2 separate regions of the Mus musculus genome follow, and region 1 is linked to region 2. A link is a contact called in public HiChIP or PLAC-seq data. All regions are on one chromosome and are shown on one strand. Each heading gives the region's core, a stretch centred on a gene start, on an enhancer-like site or on the middle of the called end of the contact. The rest is flanking DNA. Distances are from core to core; before and after follow the strand shown. Region 1 overlaps Tmem266 (transmembrane protein 266). Region 2 holds the start of Tmem266 (transmembrane protein 266).

What was found. HiChIP or PLAC-seq counts read pairs in DNA pulled down with a chosen protein or histone mark.
Region 1: an H3K4me3 HiChIP or PLAC-seq map of bone marrow-derived macrophages shows a contact between it and region 2, with 3 times the contacts expected there. The contact joins the enhancer-like site here to the promoter of Tmem266 in region 2. A contact is called at or near these places in 7 of 39 promoter capture datasets (3T3-L1-derived adipocytes, cancer-associated fibroblasts, embryonic stem cells and 2 more), 4 of 15 datasets of contacts at CTCF or cohesin (CD8 T cells, the NIH/3T3 cell line, pro-B cells and 1 more), 84 of 484 Hi-C or Micro-C datasets (the 3T3-L1 cell line, the AML12 cell line, B cells and 42 more), 21 of 115 datasets of contacts at active chromatin or transcription factors (the 230-238 cell line, CD8 T cells, PVALB interneurons and 14 more) and 4 of 9 other capture datasets (adipose tissue, liver, macrophages and 1 more).

What each region holds. Positions count from the first base shown.
Region 1 is chr9:55,375,844-55,383,326 of GRCm38.p6, reverse strand. It overlaps Tmem266 (transmembrane protein 266), which reads right to left. Exons shown (of 11, transcript NM_172923.4): 2 at 5,714-5,847; 3 at 2,460-2,648. The coding sequence starts at 5,751. Among named protein-coding and RNA genes, the nearest start is that of Tmem266, 53 kb to the right of the region's middle. Within about 2 kb of position 5,511, at least 21 of the 459 cell types and tissues checked have an H3K27ac peak or open chromatin away from gene starts, as enhancers often do. A contact at or near this core is called in the BV-2 cell line, Th17 cells, bone marrow-derived dendritic cells and 1 more, where this site is marked.
Region 2 is chr9:55,324,944-55,332,738 of GRCm38.p6, reverse strand. It overlaps Tmem266 (transmembrane protein 266), which reads right to left and starts at 5,826. Exons shown (of 11, transcript NM_172923.4): 1 at 5,739-5,826.

The DNA of each region.
Region 1 (7,483 bases), core at 4,262-6,761, 51 kb before region 2:
CAGAAAAGAGCTATTCCTAGCTGTAGTGCTTCTCTCAGCAGGAAGGCGTCTCACTGACAAGAACGAACCCTGACCCCGGTAAGCAGGAACTTTATGCTTGGATTGTGTTGCTTTGGGAAGCGCCAGGTTGAAAACTCAGGTGAGAACTAAACCAAGAACCAAGGACAGCCTGGCTCCACCACAGCACACTTTTGCTTGGTCCGTTTTACCTGGCTTCTGTTAGAACTCTGGCTCTTCCTTGCTCTGTGGCTGCCACAAAGGTCCCACTGAGGGCTCTCCAAATCCTTGCCCTAGGCTTCCTATTACATAACAACAGCAACATTGAGGAACACACTTGGAGAGGCAAATCAAAGATCTTTCTTCCCTGTGGGGGAAAGACCTCCAGACGACCAATCCAGACACGCATTGAATGGTTGAGCCAGGTGTCTGGCAACCTGGGGAGTGAGAGTAGTCCTGGTGTGGTACGGCTGCGTGGGGCACGCCCACCAAGTGGTAAAATCACGGCGCAGTAACAGGAGCAAGTGTGAGTTCTGAACCAGAGCTTTTAAAGGTTTTCCTCTTTCTTCCCATGCTAGGTAACTATGAACTCCAACTGGGCTTGATCAAGATCAGGCCAGGGCAGAAGGGCCAGCACATTTTTCTATTAACAGAGGCTGCACTACTGTGTCTGACCACCAGGGAGCAATAGCACAGTGACTCTCTGGGTGCTCAGAGAAAGGCCTGCTGACTAGTGACCCGGACTTCACTGAGCTGAACTTTAGGAAGGGCAGCAGCTGAGAAATGGGCTCAGCTTTGCGGTCCTTTTGAGCAATGGCGGGCACTGCTGCATAATCCATATATACACACAGCTGGTCCTGGCTCTGGGCCCTTCTGGACTTAGCTCAGTCTTTAAGCCACAGAGGACTAGGGAAAAGCAGGCTCTGCGGCCCGATTTTGGTTGCTTAGTCAATACTGCTATGGCAGACATGCCTCAGAAAAGTCCTTCCTTCCTTCCTTCCTTCCTTCCTTCCTTCCTTCCTTCCTTCCTTCCATGTGTCTTGCATGATGTATCATGTATGTGTGATGGTATGTGTGCCCGTGTGTACATGTGGAGGTCAGAGCAGGAGAGCAGGCGTGTTCTGTGGATTTCTGCTTTACTAAGACAGGGTCTAGAAGCTCACCATTTTGGCTAAGCTCTCTGGTCAGTAAGTTTTCTGCATAGGATCTACTTTTTTTTTAACCCCCTGGGGTTTCAGGCACATACAGCCATGTAGGGCTGGGTGCTGGAGATTCAAGCCCAGGTCCTCATGCAGAATATGTATTCTTACCGACTAAGGCATCTCCCTGTTCCCTTCAGAGATTTTTTTTTTCCTACGATTTGCTTGTCATTTTCTTCTAGGGTCCTGCTAGCTGTGTTCGCAATACTTGGAAAAATTTTATTTTCAGAGAAAGCCACTGGGGTGTCATTTCTGCAGAAGCAGGTATACAGTTTCCCAGTTGTTTGAAAATTTATCTTAGGAATGGGGAGCCCCCCTCAGGAAGCAGACACAGGGAATCTAAGAGCTACAAATTTAGCTTAGCTATGGCTTTCCCTTTGCTTCTGAAATATATGGCAAACTTTCCCTTTTGTGTTTAAAGCAGCCAGCGTGTTCTAAAATGGTAACAGGCACCTGGGAGTGTTGCCCAGAACTGGCTCTCAGGTGCTGGCCAGTGTTTGAAATTCTGTGTCTAAAAGCCACTGGGCAGAACTGGGGAAATCTTAGGTGAGAGGAGTCTAAGCAACCGTGTGACCCACGGATGCGTGTCTGCCCTTCTGTGGCCTTCAACATTCTAACCCCCTACCACTGAAGAAGCAGGGCCTCAAACCCTCATCTTCCTTGCCTCTATCTAGACGGAACATCCCACCGTGGCTTTGAAAGAATATATTTGTAAGAGAGACAGGTTAGTGAGAGGCTAAATGGGAAACAAACTCACTGACCTGATTAATTGACAAGCAATACAGGGGGAGCTAACATCAGAGCACCCCTGCGTCTCTCACTGAACAGGGAAGAAGGCAGTGTCTGCAAGGCACCTATCGGGATTCTGCCCACTTCCGGGACACTCAGCGTCACTGTGTGCAGAGAAACGTGCAGGCCAAGTTGGTCCCTTCTGGGCTCTGTGACCTTGGCACACTCCTAACCCCTGTGAGGTAAACAGAGTGAGTCAGAAAGAATATTAAGAATCACCTCAGACAAATCCTATCACCTAAGTTCTAAGCAAACATCACCCAAAAAACCTAAGAGGTTGTCTAGCAGCAATGGGCATTTTCTGTACCCAGAGTCTTTCTCTGAGGAAATCATGTGTGACTTGAAAAAGCCTGAGTGACTTAATGTCACCTCCTGGCCTCTTCTGCTCAGCATCTTATCTGTGCTGCTCCCTCTTGGGAGATACCCATGGAAACAGGGAATTATGCAAGGGGCTCTTGCCATGCCAGAACCTACCCTTCTCTTTGGTACTCTTCGTCCAAATTCGACAGGAGCTGTGAGCCCCCTGTGGAGAGGTCTACGGCAGCCAGGGGCAGGTCCCGATAGGCAAAGTTCACCAGCTGCACCGGAGCAATGCTCTTGGTTTCTTCGTCTACTTGTTGGGAGATAATCTCAACTTCAGAAATTCCTCCTTCAATGGCAGGTCTGGGTGGAAAGGAGGAGCGGCAGGGAAGGGTTAGCCCCTGAGAACTAAACCCTCTTCCCTCTGTCAGTGGAAGGTGTAGGGAGGCCCAGGAAGCTATGCTGTGCTGAGGTCAAGGGAAATACAAGGTAACTGTTCTTTCCCACAGCCAGTCAGGAACTGGTTTAAAGGCCTGGTTGGTACCCTTCTCCTCACTGGTTAGAGTAATGGACAAACCTGAACATGTGAGTTTTGGGGGGAAAGTCCTTCATGAAGGGAGATAAGGACCCTCTGCTAACCAGACAAAAAGCACAGATTCTGCTGTCAGCCAACTGCATCACCGTTCTTTCTGCTGCAGTGATATACTCAGAACAGCTGTGTGTGGTTCTTTGCAATGGTTCCATTATCAGTGTCACAATAATAAAAGGTGCCTTTGTTCCCAACTGGATATATACTCCAGTTGGCCGAGAGTCTCTTTGGAAGCTTGGAGGCCTTGGGGTGATGAGGAAGAGAGTCAAGGACAGCTAGACGCTGCTCCTTCCCATTCAAACAGCTCCCTCCGTATCTCCATTCTCAAGTAGGAAATTGGGGTCACCTGAGCCAACAGAGGAGTCTGGGTCAGTCTATGTCTTAGGCAGGCTTATCTTGAGCACTGAAACCAACCCATAGCTTCACTAGCACACAGTATGCTTCAGTCAAGGGCAGGGTCACCTCCCAATCCATGAGTTTTGTCAATTTGTGGAGGCTTTTTAATATCACTGGCATCTGAGGAGGGATGGAGACATGAACATCATGCAAGATGGTTATAGCGGTGCACTGTACTACCAAACACAGCTGTGCACCAGGCTTACCAAACACAGCTGTGCACCAGGCTTACCAAACACAGCTGTGCACTGTACTACCAAACACAGCATCTACCATGCCACCAAACATCTCCTGGTGGGAGGTACTAGGTTGGAGACCTTGGCCATCCCTTCCTGGGACAGGATTGTTGGTCCCTCCTATACACTCTTGGCCCTGTCTCAGTCTGCAGAACCTGAGAGGCTGAGTCTTGTGTCTCTGGCCACACTGCTAAGCTTGAAAGGGAACGTAGCATGCATGAGACAGTAGAGACCTAACATCTGGGATGTGGAGGGTCCATGCATGGGGATGAGGAGCCACTGACAACACCGAGGCAGCCTGCCTGCTGTAGGCTGCTCTTGGGCTTTGGTACCACTCTCTGTGGTGCTTTCCCAAGCCTTCGTTTCTCTAGGCTTTCTAAGGGCTGTTCCTTCCCACTCTGTGGTCTGCTATGGATCTAAGAAGCATGGAGCTTCTGATGACAAGTCCCACTTGGGCACTGTGAGAACACGCTAAATTCCTAGTGTTTCTAACCATCTGAAAGCCAACAAGTGACACAGTAGCAGTTGCTGGAGTCCGTAGAACTGACCCTTTTGCTGGGATTGTTCAAGGGTTACAGGTGGGCTACCTGGGTCACCCACATTCACCGGGTAATTCCAAACACCCAGATTTGTTTTCATAGCCCCCCGCCCCCATCCTTAAGCCTTGGGTTTTTCTCCAAGCACAGATAATGGCACTCATCACAGTGTGACATTTACAAAATGACTCAAGAGCTGTAGACAGAAAGTCATCAGATGTGCAGTTTCTGTGTCTCCCAACAACTGATATAAAGGAGTGGGTGTTTCTGGGGGAATCCCAGTTACCCCAGATGTTTCCTAAAAATTACATGCTAGGTTGGGTTTGTTCTCTTAGGAACTGTTCAAGGAAATGGGATTTTTCTTTTAATTGAACAAACCTTCTAAACAACTTTCTAATCAACGAGGTGCTCTAAGAAGGCAGGAGTTATGTTTCTGAAACTAACAGGGAACAATTCTAAAGGGTGTCGGGCAAGTTACATCTGCCCTCCTCACATCTCTGCCCTCTAGTCTGTTTTTGACAGTGGCTCAGCTCCATCTCTGACCACGTGATCATGTCAGCAGAGACTAAAAGCTTCCTTTGGTGGCAATGAAACTCTTAGGGCTCACAGCCTCATTATGGAATGTACACTTTGGTCTTGTATGTGAAGAACACTACAGGGAAAGTGCATTAGTGGCTCTATTCCGCTTCCTTGAAGGGGTAAACGCCACCTTTATTAGCCAGTTTGTCACGTGGCATTGCACCTTCTTTGGTCAAAAGGAACTGTGTGTGTGTGTGTGTGTGTGTGTGTGTGTGTGTGTGAGAGAGAGAGAGAGAGAGAGAGAGACACAGAGAGAGAGAGACACAGAGAGAGAGACACAGAGAGAGAGACAGAGAGACAGAGACAGAGACAGAGAGAGAGAGACAGAGATCTTTTTCAATCCCTTGATTGTGTGTCCAGCCACATGACTTGGTTTTGGTCAATGGGACGACAGTAGGTATGATACCAGCAGACGCATGAGAAGCATCTGTCTGGCTCTTATCCCACCAATGTCAGCAGCAGAGAGCGACCAGCCTAGTCAGTTGGATGAATAGAGACACACTGACTGGAGTTTATTCTCCCCCTGTTCTGCTGGCAGCTCTACAACAAGGCCCAACAGTGAAGGCCAATCCCAGAGAAGATCAGCAGACCCATCTGGATGATTCTGTGACCCAGCCGTGTGATCTCGTGTTGTGCCGTGTTGAGGTGGGTTGTCCCAGAGCATGGCAGTGACACAGAGAACGCAGCCAGGAGCCAGCAGGCTTCTGATGACTCAGGAGCCAGACACACAGCGAAAGAGGCTGGGACAGCATAGTGTAATGGAAGGAGTGTTGTTTTTATCTCAGTATTATTTACCAGTGAGTTGCCAGACAGAAAATAAATTGCCACCTGACTAGTTACCACACTGACACGTGTTAAGATCAAGTGCTTTGTCCATAAGGCAGCTTGGGTTTTGGGAACTGAAAGAAACTCTCACTTAGGAGGCCTCTGCCTGGTTTCATAAAGCCTGCTTTTAGGAACCTTCTCGTGATTTTTACATTTCCTCGTTTTATTCTGAGGTTTGCTTCAGGTGTCTGAAGTAGCAGACCTTCATCTTGAGAGAGACTCACAGCCACGTTCTAGGTCTGGAGAGCAGGTCCTGATGGTACTTACTGTGGATTGGCCATGTTGAAAGATGTAACCAAAGCCATGGCTTTTCGTGATGTCTAGTGGGGCTCAGCTGTCCTTATGTCTGATCTTAGCATTTCCAAGTGGGGCTTTTACAAGATTCATGAAAATAGAGTACCCTGAAATGATAAATGGGGATTTATTACCTTCAATATTGCCAAACTGAATTCCTCCTAATCTCTTCTAAAAATGGAGTGCTTAGCACTGCCTCCCATGTAGTGCTGTTCTTGCTGGCCCTGCTGAATGGATCTTTCCGGTAATGCCGTGGAGTGGTAGTTATAGGGGCCGTGCTTCTCCGTCCCCAGCCCTCCAGGCTTCCTCATTTACCCATGTTATTCCCAATAACTATCCAATGTGACAGTGCCACAGAGGAGTCCTCTGTGTGCAGGTACAGCCTGCAGAGAGGACAAGGCAGACAGAGACTCTGTTTCTGGATGTGTTCAGACAAGCTACGGTGGAGGTTGTACAAGGGTCATCCTCTTGTAGGCTGCGCTGTGCTACAAACTACTGTTCCTACAAGAATTTCTCACAGGATAAAAACCTCATTCTCCTGACCCGAAGCTGCTCAGAGAGGAGGCTCTAGAGAGACAAAGAAAGGGAGACATCAGCTATACCACACAGGAGGGAAGGACTCTCAGGATGGGGAACACAGACCTGGCGATCAACAAGGAGCTTAGACTCATGGTGTAGGAGGAACCCGGGAAAGGGCTCGATTCTGAGTGACCGGAAAGGAGAGGAGAGCTCTCTAGAACTGTGCGGAGCTCAATACAGCAGTCATTCGACACCAGAGGTTAACAGGGAGGACAACGGGTTCAGACACAGTAGAGAGGTCTAAACATTAAACAGAGGACACTCCCTAACAGTATTGGCGCGGGGGGGGGGGCTATATATTAAGTTATTCAGTAGGTACTATAAAATTTGCTACCCCACCATGCACATTTAATCAATCCCAACTTCCCCTTCTCTTCATAAGCATTCTCACAATGTCTTCCTGGCACTGAGAGAACTGAGGCGATCCCCACATCGGGGGACATGGTGTTGGAGCAATAGCCAAGACCTTACATCTGGTCCACAAGCATGAGGCAGAGAGAGAAATAACTAGAGATGGTGTGGGCCTCCAGCGACAACCTCCTCCAGCAAGGCCACACCTCCTAATCCTTCCTAAACAATTTCACCTGTTGGGGACCAAGTATTCAGACATATGAGCCTATGGAGGGAGGCCATTCTCACTCAAATTACCACAGTTAAATTCCTCCACCTCTCTCCTTTTCAGTCTTCTTTATGTCTTCTCTGTTTTTTGTTTTGTTTTGTTTTGTTTTGTTTTGTTTTGTTTTTTAAGAGACTCTCATAGCAACTGTCTTAGCTATCTGGTTCCTTTGATCTTTCTACCCCTCTTCTGTGATCTCCCCTGAGTCTTAAGTGTGGGTGTGTGCTGAAGGTACATCAACCCCACAGGCAGTCGATGTCTGCATTTTGACCAGTAGTGGCTTTCTGAAGTCGTCTCTGCTGCAAAAAGAAGACGCTTCTTTGCCAAGGGGCGGGAGCTACACTATCTGTGGATGTGAGGATAAGATTTAGATCACAGTTAGAGATGACATAGGTTAGGAAGCTGGCAGGAGTGGGGTCTCTCTAGGTTATATGGCCTTACCCGACACTACAGTCCCTGGCATGAATTCCTTCATGCTGATCAGGCTGTTAAGTCCAATTTAGCTGACTCCTGTTTACCTCCATGTTGGGAATGCCACTACTGTGCCT
Region 2 (7,795 bases), core at 4,577-7,076:
GGCAGATGGACAGAGTGCTTCCAGGAAGCAGCAGCAGGCTCAGGTGTTGCTGAGCCATCAGGAAGGAAATCTGAGAAACAGCTATCAGATTTGTGACCTTTACCGGAGCTCTGTGGGAAGAGAGGTGAGGACAGGAGTCTCCTGCGGGGCAAGGAGAACGGCAAATCTAGCCTTGGAGAGGGACTGGCAGGGAGGACAGGAGGAAGGTTTCAAGGAGCAAGCCTGATGAGGTGCAACCTCAACTTTATTCGAGGGTTTGAAATAACCTACTCTCTCAAAAAGAACACATTTTAGTAATTATGGCAAGAGACAATGAGCTCCTTTGCATGCAGGCAAATGCAAAAAAATTAACTCTTTCTAAGGAAACTACTAGGGAGGGAGACATTGCATCAGACCCACACAGCTTGCTTTGGAGTTCTTTTGAGGACGGAAAGCATCCGAAAGCCATTGCACCAGGGCTCTACCCTGAGAACATCTGACTGATCCCAGTCACCTGAGCTGCTAAACAGACATTCTGGGGCAGACCCTTTGTTTTAATGAGTGGTTAGGACGGCAGCTATCAGTTTTCATGCCAGGTACTGGATAGTTTCTATTGCAAATCAAACACAGGTTTAGGGGGACTGCAGCTTTTCAAAAGGAAGTCTACTTAGGGCAAACAATTCAGAGCCACGAGTGCAGCCGAGGAAGAGGAGGAAGAGGGGAGTTGGTCTTTTATCGGAGCCTCTTTCCATGCCTGTCAGCTCCCTTCAGCACCCCAGTACAGTTCCTTATATAGAGTTCTAGGTATGAATCAGTCCCCAAAGTGCCTACAATTTTGTTCTGTCCCAAACAGTTCTCCTGCAAACTGCACATTCAGGTTTGTTTGGCCAAAGGAATCTGAGTGCTTCTACCTCATGCTTGCTAACCATACTTCCCAGACAAACTGGTAAGTGCTATGAGAGCGAACCCTAACTTCAACAGGAAAGACAGCAACAGCTATTTAATGTCTAAACAATGCAGCCAGTTACCACAGGGAGCACAATGATTAGCCTGCCTGGGTGAAAACACTGGCATGAGTGAGCATAGATTTTCTTTTTAGTGACACGGGCTGAAAACTTGGTGGTCAGCAAAGCATTCTGGAGTCTCCTCCTTTGGAAGTCGTCAGAAGCTCTGTGCAGCCCAAGTAGAAGCCTCACCAGATCCCCACAGTCATGGGCCTCTCCTTATGTTTTGCTGCCCCGTCATACCCTCAGAACAACACTCAGGGACTTCCTCTCCATCTCTACACTGCCTGATTCTCCCAAGTTGCCTATCTTACAGCATTGGAGCAAAAGACAGACACATTTTTCCTAATTCTTTTTGCATGTTCCTTGGTGTTGCTGTAAGGAACATATAAAGCCACTGCAGGGAACAGTGAGAGTCACCACTAATGAAAACAAGAAATGTGGGAAGCTGAAGGGATCCGAGGGTGCCACCGTGAGTTGTCGGCCCCATTTCTACAGTTCCAGGGATAGGAGAGTAAGGACAGGCAAAACCTTTGCCTCTGTAGTGTTCGTTCCATGGAGGAGATGGATATTAACTCAAGGAAGACTTAATGCTGTGTGCTAGTGGGTGTTATGAATGCAGACGAGACAGGAAGAAAAGCTAAGGGCTTTTGAAGGCACAGTTAGACTTTAAGCAAAGCCTCAAGGAGGTAAAGAAGTGAGCCTGCAGAACCTGCAGGAAGAGTGTTCCTGGGAGAAAACCTATTATAGCCAAGACCCGGAGGCAGAGAAACAACAGAGAGGCTAGTATGGGTAGAGAGGAAGGAATGGGATGGAAGGTCAGAGAACAAAGAGGCAGAGACCACTTCACCTTGCAATCAGAGCTGAGAAAGGAAAAACCCAGTGTCTGAGTCACAATGACACAGCCTGGAAATCAGGTCTGTTCCTAGCCCAGGGTCTGAGTCTCACTGACACAGCCTGGATATCAGGTCTTTCCCTGTGTTGCATATTTGGGGCTCCCAGCTCCTCATTTGCATACCGGGCCACAAAGGGTAACTGCAAAGAGACATGGAATATGAAACTCCCCACCAGGACCCAGCACACATCAGCTTCCTACCATAACACCCATCAGTTCCCGCAGCCTTTCCCTAGTTGTAGGGCTCTTCCCATTGGGCTCCCACTAAGTGGGAATGAAAATGTTTAGAAGCTGGCCATTCAAGGGCCTCTCAGACATCAAAGATGTATTGGCAGGTGCAAGAAAACAAACTGAAAAGATCTATTTGTCTATGAAAATGGTAGTTGTAAGAAAATAACATTTTAGTTTCTGTACTTAAAAATCTGGAACAGTCCACACCAAGCTGTCAATGGGGGCTACTAGTAATAGGATTATCAAAGACTTTCAATTTCCTTTTTTTAAAAAACAACTGAACATTCTACCATGAACATTTATTACATTTGGAAAAAAAAAAAAATCGTAGCATAGGCCAGTGTTGACTGATGCAGGGGAATTAGCTTTCTGGCCTGCTCTATATAGACTTCATCCTAAGATAGGTTGCTATGACCCAACTTCAGGAACTTCTAGGGAGTTCTAGGATCCTCAGATGAGATCTCAACCACAGAAGGTCCCAAATGAGTTCTGAGATGGTCCTCGGCCAGCATCCATGACCCCAGCTTGTTCCATTTGAACCATTGAGGGGATGGGTTTCAAAAGCAGAAACCAATGAAATTAAAGTCCTTCCATATAAACTATCTATGAATTTCTGTGATTCACGGTATTGGTACTAAATCTTTTTTAATTTAAAAACACTAAATTAAGGGAAACAAGTAAAACTCCATGTCATAACTAAATAACTTGCATGGTCAGCCAACACAAGACAGCTCACAGTGTCTTGTTCACCAATGCATTAAAACATACACAATAACCGGTTACAGCCAAACATGTAGCATGAAAATGGTGGTCCTTCCTCTCCCCTCTGAAATGTTCACCCTCCGTGAAAGGAATAAAAAGTCACACAGATGCCTTCATAATGGCCGGCATGGCTTTTCCAAGTTTACAAATGTTTCAAGAAAGGAAGACATAGTCCAGAATATTTGGTTGTTTGCTTGTTTACAGTTCCCGAGTCGACCTGTGCACAGAGAATGGAGCTCATCTGTGCATTACATAAAATTCTGTTTGCATGGAAGGCAACCAGTCTACCTCATGCTTGGCAATTATGAGATTCCTTCTTGGAGAAGATCCTGACACTTCCCAAGGGAAAGAGAGCCCTTTTCTTCCCCAGAAATCAGCAACACCTCTCTCTTTCTGCGTCCTCTTCTCAGTGCTGTCAGGACTCATCCCGAGTTTTTGACCATAGGCTTGGAAATCTCCAGGGCAGAAAAATTCCACCTCAGCATTTCCATAAGCACTGGAAATTGAATTATTCTAAAACGGAGTATTTTCTAAGAGGCAAATCTTCTATACAAATTGTCTGCTATCAGTAGACGTCAGTATCGTGATGGAGGTAACATTCTGCTCAAACCAGGCTCATGTCCAAGGAAAACAGCTTTTAGAATTTAGAGTAAACAATTTTATATATCTCACTTACTGTTATCTATCATAGCCAGTGTGTGCATCATTAAAAGCTGTGTCTTCCATATGATGTGCTTTCCAGTTAATTCTCTAAGTTCAACCATACCTTTCTCACTACTAGCTCCATTGCACAGCCTGAGTATAAAATCTAGCAACTCTGTTAGGTGAATTTTCCATTCACAAAACTATAACAGCTTGTAAGTCCATGAAAACTGCTACAAATGTGTAACCAAGTCCAACACCTGAGCTGTAAGAATGCACTTGTGAAAAGAGAGATTACATATATGTGTGTGTGTGTGTGTGTGTGTGTGTATGTATGTATATATATCTCCATAGTTAAATGGATACATTCTAAGAGCTTTTAGTGAATAGTTGCCATGGTTGTAGACACCAGACTGTGCCACATGGCTGACATGGAGTCATTTACCCCCTCATAGCACCCACAAGTGTGACAAGACAGTGGAGTGACGACCAGCAGTGACAACAAGAGATGGTGCTCAAACAGGTAGGGCAGGGCGAGGGTGTGAAGAGTACGCCAGCACCCACATGATCTGTAGGTACTTTGTGGGTTTAAACTGAACATAATTGATTATGTGAGGTAGTTTTAATGCAGGATGCCTTGGACCCTGTGTTTAAAAATAGGCTCAGTGTCACCACAAAAGAAATTACACGCGGTGCCACTCATGAACACCAGTTTCTCATCTTGGAAAGCCACAAAATTGGTACGGGATCTGTGAAATGGAAAATTGCATCAGGGCCTATGCGCTCACACGTGAACCCGATCTTAATGAAAAGACGGATGGGGTAGCAACACTGAAGTTGAATGCTGAGCCCCCAGCGTCCTGCAATCTGCAATCGGGTGTGATGCAGATGAACTGGATCTTTACCCTGCTCCTGACTGAGCGACCTTGGGTAAGTCAGTTAACCCCTTAAGTGCCAGCTTCTTCATCTCCAACACAGAGATGACAGCCTTGCAGTGAAGACCCAAGGAAATGAGCCACAAATGGCGTTTAGCTCAGCACTGGGTCCCTACAAGTACATCTCCTGGTTTAATGTGGTACCACAGTCCAGCTGCTGGACCCCCACAGCTTGCGAGTCATTTTCATTTTGTGCTTCCGGCTCTTTCTGTTCTTTTCACTATATTATTCCTGGGGGAGGGCCATAGGGAGCAGTTACATACAGTCCACTTTCCCCACTCTTCTTCACAGCCAAGTTAAAGCTAGGGAAATAGATAATATACCCTGAAGAGAAACCCAGTGCTTAGAATATGGTGATGTATGTATATGGAATATAAGTAAATCATATTTCAGTCTAAACTATATAATGGAAAAAATGAGAATTTATTTCAAAAGAAAGAATTGGCAGGCAACACATTTAAAGAGGATAGAATGGGGTCTTACGGACCTCATTATTTCAGTATTGGTGACTATGAAACAGAATGGAGTATGGGGTCTGACTTCCAACAGGTGGCTAGCTTTAATCGGCTTCAGATGCAAAACCGCGATGAGTCTGAGTAAGCAAGACTCAGATGCTCAATTCAAGGCCTCCTATTAACAATTTAGAAAGAATTTCTTTCCTGGGTTTAAACCTCCCTGGCAAGTTAGCAAGCAGGGAACTGTCTGCACCTGTCCTCGGAACAGTACGCCAGGCTGACATGAAACCCTCCATCCTTTCCAGACCGTCCATCCTGCCGCTGGGGCACCTAGCGACAAACCGGGGAAGCCCACTAGGAAGTGGTCACGACCAGCAAAGCCACAAACCCCTAGGGTGTGGGATTTCCACCTCTACACCACGTCTGAAAACCGAAAATAGGCGTCCACTTGCTATACTGCAATGGGATTCCCCTTAGAAGCAAACCTCCCGCACCCCCAGCTTTCATGTTTTATTAATAAATGCAAGATGGCACACAGAGGCAAAGAATAGGAGGGAAGGCATCCGCAGCTGGACCCGAACCAGGACAGTTTGCAAAAATAAATAAGAAGCATGTGACAAGCAGATCCCCAGTCTGGATCTGAAGACCCCGTGCTCCCCAGAGGATGGTCGTCCGGCTCCCCAGCCCGGGACATGAAGGTCAGCTGCAGGATCCTAGTCCTCCAGGGCAGTCACCCTGCAAACCACGATCCGGCCCCTACCTTTGCCTCCCTCACCCGCCCGCCCGGGCCACAGCCGGGGAAGCCCCGGCGGCTGCCGGCTGCAAGAACACGTACCTGCTGCCGGAGCTCAGGATTCGCTCTGCTCTGCAGCGCCGGGCCCGCGCTCCCGCTCCCGGGGCTCCCCTCTCCGCCCCCCCACCCCCCCGCCCCCTCGCGGCCCCGCCGCTCCCTCCGCCCCTCCGCCCACCCCGCTCGAGCGCGCGCGCACGCGCTTTCGGGACGGCGGCTCTCCCGGGCCCGCGCCTGCGCTCTCGCTGCCCGCTCCCGCTCCCGCTCGCGCGTTCCGGAGGCTGCAGAGGGGCCGCGCGGCTGTCTAGGAAACTGCGACCAGCGGGGGCCGCGTGTGGGCAGTCACCCCCGGCGAAGGGCAAGCGGGCCTCGTGGCGCGGGTGACAGGGGGCAGGAGCTCGAAGCGGAGGCTGGCTGGTGCGGCCGAGGGCGGGCGGGCGCCTGCGGTCCCACGGTACCGCCCTGGGTGCGTTTTCACACACTGTGCTGTGAGTAGCGGCGCGCAGTGTCCTCCGAGGTTTCTGCCTGCCGCCCCTGGTGTGTGCATTGCCCCAAGGAGCCTTTGAAGGCATTGCCCACCCCTCGGTGGTCCCCATCACATTCTCACGTGACAGATACACTGTGCGTGTTGGTCATGTATTGTAAATGAAGAGTTTTCTGCCCTTGAAGCGCCTGTCCCGATTGAGAATGCCTAGAGTAGACAGAGTGACTGAGCAATCTGGGGGTTTAAAAAAAAAAAAAAAAAGCCTCACGTGTGAAAAGGAAAAAAAAAAAAAGCTTACTGCTGTGAACAGTTTTTAAAAACAGTTTTTTAAAAATAGCCGCTTTCCTTTGGGGTTTTGGCCTTCTTATGTTAGATACTTTAAAGATCGGAAACCCTTCTTTCTCTAGGGCACAAAGTTCCTGAGTGACTTTGGGGTTCTCCCCCATTGGCTTCCCCTCCAGAATAATCACTATTTGGTTAGGTTCACGTGGCCTTCAGGAACGCCTGCGACTTTCTTGCCTTCTCTTCCACTAGCAAAACGGTAGAAATTAGAATTGAAAGCTTTAAAACCCAGACCATACATAGAACCGCCTGAAGGGCTCGGATCGGTTTTTTAATAGATACAGAAATGTCTAGACAAGGAATGTACATGGAAAAGTATGTCTTTGTTTAGTCCTCACCTACCAACATTTCTTAACCATCTGTAATGTCTAATTTCGGGGGGCAGGGGGTCCTTGGAGAAAACAGTTGTAGAAGTTATTTGGCTTGACAGGATTTCCCCCTACTGGTTCTAGGCATAAATAGACTGGAAAGTAGAAATGCTGTCCTCCCTCCATACTACCTCCCCGTGACCCCCCATTTAGTAGAACTACACTTAAGTTTCCTTAAGGGCTTTGAACAGCATTCATGACAGTGTTTCGCTGGTTAGCCATCTGGCAAAACATTGAGATACAAAGATTTCCTGAATTAGACTCCAATAACAAGCACAAACAATAATCCCTGGAATTAATGAGATTGCATGAAACTAATCACTCCCCACCCCTACCCCATGTGCCAGAAAATCAAGAGGGAGGAGACAGACTACCCTACCGAATGGGAGACATTGTTGGAAAGAAAGAAAAGAAAGAAAAAAGAAAGAAAACTCTCTCTCTCTCTCTCTCTCTCTCTCTCTCTCTCTCTCTCTCTCTCTGTGTGTGTGTGTGTGTGTGTTGTTAGTGGCTGAATCCACTCCAAGAGTTGTCTCCACTAGATTAGCCTGTAGACATAGATTGATGTTGAAGGGTCCAGCTGTGCCTTCCCACACTGTGGGCGGTGCCACCATTGGGTAGGTGGTCCTCCTTACTATAAGAAAGCAGGCTATTCAAGCTAGCAAGCAGTGTTCTCCCACTGCCTCTGCATCAGGTCTTGGCTTTGCTCAATGATGGACTCTAAACTGTAAGTCAAAGAAAGGCTAATTAAAGAAAACTCTAATTAAATATTAAGAGTAGTGCAAGTATTTTCAGGGAGAAAAATTAGACTACATCCATTTATCCAGAAACTTTGTATTCTAATACATTTTTTTTTCTTTTAAGTGTAAGTGTTAAAGATGTTACTTGAAGATATTACTTTAAAACGTTAC